Regions from separate parts of the Sus scrofa genome. Here region 2 is linked to region 1. The links are chromatin contacts, called in public HiChIP or PLAC-seq maps. All regions are on one chromosome and are shown on one strand. Each heading gives the region's core, a stretch centred on a gene start, on an enhancer-like site or on the middle of the called end of the contact. The rest is flanking DNA. Distances are from core to core; before and after follow the strand shown.

Region 1 (2,614 bases), core at 41-2,540:
GAACTGTAAGGAAAGGGGCTGAGTTCCCAGTGCAGTGCCTGGAGTTTTGTGTGTAGTATCTGCTGGGTCCTCCACTTGTAGATCCTTGTATCTTTTGTCCTGGTTTCTTTCCAGCTCTGGCAGAACCCTCAACTTCCTTCCTGAACTTTCTTCTCCCAATTTTAGCACTGTATGTTCAATGACCTTTATGCAGTACTCAACTACCTCAAAGTTCTCTCTAGCTTCTTTTATGCATTCACCTAAAATGTTCACTCTCTTTCTTCTAAATGTTGAACAGAATTATCAGAACCAGACTGTCTTTTTAGATGCAGCTCCAGGTTTCGTATTACCTGCTATTGTCATTGGCATGTTGAGATTGAGGTATAAACACCTCTGCTCAAGAGACAGAGGTAAGGAAGGCTCTGGGAATTTGCTGCAGGATTCAGGGAACAGCACTTGTCTTGGGCTCAGGCAGCATGAGTTCAATGCCAGGATCCACCTGATAATAGCTGTGTGAATTAGGACATGTCACTTAACCTCCTGGGTCTCAGTTTCTGCGTCTGTAAATAGTAAAGATAATTTCAAGGTTGTTGTTAGACTCTGGGACATGTGGGGAAAGTGCTTTGTACACCGTAAAGAGAATTACAGAGGTGATACGTTATTTCCTGTGCACTATGCTCGGCAATTTGTATAACTAGAGTCTCTTATATTTCTGCTTGCTTGGTTGTGTTAGATGGCACACATCCTGAGGGCCGGTCACATAAGCGGGTGGCTGCTGGGGGCTCAGCAGGAACACAGGGTTGGGACAGCTTCTTCTGTTCCAAGTTGCCTTATGTCTTTGTGCTTCTGCACTTTCAAGGAGAAGCAGTCAATGCTTCTTTTTCTTTCTTTCCATTCACAGAGGGACATCAACTGGTTCATGTTCGGTGAACATCAGGATTGTTCCTGTGTCAGAGTAGGGAGAAAGGATGCAGGGCACAGAGTGGGGAGGGAAAATCTGCAGATGCTGAAAGTATCACTTCTGTTTTTTTCTCTTAACCCAGACAGATAAATAAGAGAAGCAGCACACTTGAAGCAGCCATCACCCCAGGACCTGTACAACCCATCTTCCTGGAGGGCTGCCTGAGGGGAGGCTTCTAGCTGAAGCGGTGTCAGCTGCACCTCCTCGTCTGTGAGTGTCTGGAGTTCTGGCTCTGGGTGCCCTTTGGCCTGAGAGAGCTGCCGGAAGTCTCCTCGACGTCTGTGTTGACTCTCTCTGTTGTTCTCTCACTTTTCTCGGCCTGTTTCCTGTTCACCTCTGTCCTCGACTGTCTGGTAGGCCTGACTCATAGGAAACCACAGCCAAGTCACCTGGAGGTCTGAGTCACAATGGCTCTTGGAGCATCTTTTTCTTAAAAAATAATAAAGGCAAAAGTATGTGCCTAACTCAGGACTGTATTTTGCAATGGATTTCAGCTGAGAATTGCTTTAAATGGTTAGTTCTGGGAATTCCCCACATGGGTCAGATGACTTATCTTTGGCAACTGTGCTACAAGTGAGTCATTTTAATCTCCTAGCAACGGAGTTTTCCTCCTTCCCTCTTTCCCTCCACAAGGGTTTGCAGAAAACCCACGTGTCCCAGGCACAACACTAGGTCTTAGGCATAGAAATGAGATGTAAGGTGATGCTCAGCAAGCTGCCACTGGTACACGGGAGTGGGGGCGGTGATGGACCAGTGCATGCACAGTGACACATGTGAAACGTTCGCTGGCTGGGGACACACAGGGGCACTGAGCTCAGCCCCAGGATTGTCCTGACCCAGGGCCAGGTGTGAACAAATTGGGTGAGGGGGGAAGGAGAGACATCCTAGGTGAGGTCAGAGATTTCTCTGCCACATTCTTGGTGGTCACCTAGGATGCTCTTGTATACAGCAGAGCTGAGCCTGCTGACCTTGGCAACACCTCTCAGTCACATGGGAGTGCTCTGTAAGAGGGGGGATGCAGACAAAAGTAGTGGGGGGAAGGAGGATAGAGGAAGGTGGTCCCTTTCTTAAAGAGCCCTGAGAAAGGCAGCTACCAGTGTCCTTTGGGCTGGACTCACCCCTCACTTTTTGGGATGGCCCATTTGTGAGCGGTGCACCCACAGGCACAGGGGGACAGCAGATGCAGATGGCCAGTGCTGGTGGCCAATGTTTTGGGCACCCTGTGACACATCTCCTCAGCCCACCTATGACTGTGGCTGCAGCTCTGCTGGAAGTTCAGTGTGGGCTCATGTGAGGATGTCCAGCTCCAACATGAGGCAAATCTCCCCATTTCCCTGCCACAGAGCCAGCTGTGCAGATGGGAGCCCTCACCAAGCATAGCCTGGAAGTGAGGGGGTGACACCAGGAACCACCCTCCACCTGTGGAGATGAGAACCAGTGCCTATAGGCCCCCCTTCTCATCCTGTGCATGGAACAGCCCTCGGGTAGGGGAAGAATGACAATATGCAGTCCAACAAGAATGCAGAGGTGTGAAAGTGTGACAGCAGGTCCACTGGACAACTTCTCCAAGTGGCAAGAGGCTTTCTACCCTCTGGCCACACTGCACCTCTTCCTGTTGCGAATTCTCTTGTAGGTGCACCTTGTTCTGAGCACGACTGCACAGTGATTCTCCTT
Region 2 (2,614 bases), core at 41-2,540, 790 kb before region 1:
TGCTCAAACCTACTCAAGACAACCAAGCCAAGGGTCCTGTCTTAACCACAACTATACAACTGCAGTGTCTGTGAAAAACAATGGATTTCCACTGAGCCATCTGTTATATTAGGACATGAGAAGGAAATATCTCAGGGGCTTCCTGAATGACAAAAGATCATTTCGAAGTCAGCCTCTGAAATTAACCCACAAAATTGAAAGGCGGGATCTCATCTACGCATCAAAGAAGGACCGGAAGTTCTTGTTTTAAATTGTGTTTTGAAGAAAGCTGCATTTCCATATCGCCTTCTCAATGAGCACTGACCATCAGTGCAATCATGGCCTTGTGTTTTTGAAAACAGATTCCGCAGCCATGGAAACAGACGTTGTCACTGTATACTGACTTCACTGTAGGATCAAGGGAGAAGAAACATCTCAGCTTCGACACAGAGGCTTAGCTACAAATATTTTTCTTTTCAATAAAATGTGCTTTACCATAATCATTAAATGAGGCCCTTAAATTCTTAATTCTCCAGACAAACTGTACCATGTAAAAGTTCCTTCAGCTAACAATTCATACTGCAGGCACATGCGTGGGAAAAAAAAAAAAAAAGGGTCCCGTTCCTGATTCTACTAATTCTCAATAATCCCCCAAGAGGCAAGTGGGTTTCACTCGGCCCACATTCAAAGTCGTCAGATTCTAGACTTAACCCAGCTTGATGGCAAAGAAGAAATTCTCTACAAAGCGGTAAAGCAGGCATCTTGAAAAGACGAGAAAGGAATGGGAAATCTTAGTTCAATTTTTATCATCACTTTCGGTAAGTAATCCAAAGCAGACCTTGGAATTAATTGTGAAGTAGCAGAAATAATTAGGAATGTGTGGTATTGAGAGCAGAAGCCCCAAGTCTCTAGATAAGAATATCCCAGGAAGCAGTGAGGTCAGAGAATAGAGCCACCAAGGGGATGAAGGAAGCATATTTTCCCCCAGAAAAAAAGCACCTAATTAGTCTTTCTGACTGACATTAGCGGGGCTGTTACTAGGGAACTGGTCAAAACAGCCATGTACACACTGAGCCAATACTGACAGCTGGGCCTCAGTCACAGAACTTCTGGGATGGCAGGATCTCCCTTGGGTGAGGGGCCATGATAAGCACGAGGCACAAAGGCCACAGCAGGACAGGAAGTGAAAGGAGGAAACACACCAGCTAGGAAGTGGATGGCGGGGGGCAGGGGGACCTAGTCATCCCCAAGCAAAAGAGGGCTGGCGCTCACTGGTCCCTGCCAGCCACCACCCCGAGGGTGCCAACAGTGGGAGGCCCTGCAGAGGCACCACTTCCTGTCGATGACCTTGCTCAGAGGAACCAAGACAGGCAGCTTTATTTAGCAAAGCTGGGCCATCGCTTTCTCTCTCCAACATCTTTCCAACACAGAAAAACCATGTCCCTCCACTGCTTTGGTGGGTCTTACACACCTCCCAACTTCAATTCACAAGTGAAAGGTGATTGGCAGACCCAGCAAAGACAGCTTGCCCACAGCGTCAAAACTACACCACCCACAGGGCCTCAGGGGAACTAATGGGGTCACATTTTTTCAACTGTGTTATGTTTTGCCAACAGTTTTTTTTTTTTTTTTTAATTTTTGAACTTACTGGCAATTCTTAAAAATCCTAAGTTTTCAGATTTAAAAAAAAATCTGGATTTCTCAGCCCCTCTTGATAAATTTGGAGATCTGGCAACTTCAGACTCACATTCCTAAGATATTACTGAAAAATAATACTTGGGCAGGAGCTAGAAAGCAGTTGCCCTCCAATTTGCCACAGTCCTAGCATCTGGTACCCAGTTGGTCTCATCCCTTTGTCTTATCCACCTGGGTTATCCCTTTGTGTTATCTATTAGCATGTTATATAGAAAAAAGGGCAACATTCTGGAATAGTTTTGCTTCCACTAATACAGAATAAGTCCAGTCTAGGCAGGTCCTCTTTTTTTATATCAGGGTCATTTTGCAAAATTCCAATTAAAGACTCTTTGGAAAGGGGGGTTGATTTAAGATAAAGCTCTGACTAGCTTATTGTTTATACTTATAATCGTGACATATAACCCAACTTAAAAAGTTTTCTATTAAGAAATCCTTAAACTTCACATAATGAGAATTTTCTCCAACAAATTCTACTATATTACAATCAGAATTTCATAGGAGAATTCTGTTAGACCTTCAAAGACTAGATAATTCTAATTACACTTAAATTATTCTAGAGCATAGGAAACGGGGAAAAAAAAAAGTCCATTTCTTTTCATGAAGTAAATATAATACTGACACCTAAAACAGATAAATACAGCACAAAAAAAAAAAAAAGTAAAGCCTAATCTCACGAACAGCAACAAAAAAACTTAATGTGACATAAGCAACAACATCTGCTACCACATTAAAACACACACACACATGTACAGACACCATGGGACCTATTCCAGGTACATAAGGATGGTTCCACATCTAAAAATCCATTGTCGGAGTTCCCGTAATGGCTCAGCGGTTAATGAATCCAACTAGGAACCATGAGGTTGTGGGTTCAATCCCTGGCCTCACTCAGTGGGTTACCGATCTGGTGTTGCCGTGAGCTGTGGTGTAGGTCGCAGAC

Evidence for each region. HiChIP or PLAC-seq counts read pairs in DNA pulled down with a chosen protein or histone mark.
Region 2: a contact with region 1 is called in an H3K27ac HiChIP or PLAC-seq map of alveolar macrophages. The contact joins two enhancer-like sites. A contact is called at or near these places in 1 of 47 Hi-C or Micro-C datasets (embryonic fibroblasts) and 1 of 2 datasets of contacts at active chromatin or transcription factors (alveolar macrophages).

The regions. Positions count from the first base shown.
Region 1 is chr13:25,027,012-25,029,625 of Sscrofa11.1, reverse strand. No RefSeq gene overlaps it. Among named protein-coding and RNA genes, the nearest start is that of CTNNB1, 140 kb to the left of the region's middle. Within about 2 kb of position 1,290, at least 39 of the 83 cell types and tissues checked have an H3K27ac peak or open chromatin away from gene starts, as enhancers often do. A contact at or near this core is called in alveolar macrophages, where this site is marked.
Region 2 is chr13:25,817,732-25,820,345 of Sscrofa11.1, reverse strand. All of the region lies in intron 1 of TRAK1 (trafficking kinesin-binding protein 1), which reads right to left. Among named protein-coding and RNA genes, the nearest start is that of TRAK1, 46 kb to the right of the region's middle. Within about 2 kb of position 1,290, at least 41 of the 83 cell types and tissues checked have an H3K27ac peak or open chromatin away from gene starts, as enhancers often do. A contact at or near this core is called in alveolar macrophages, where this site is marked.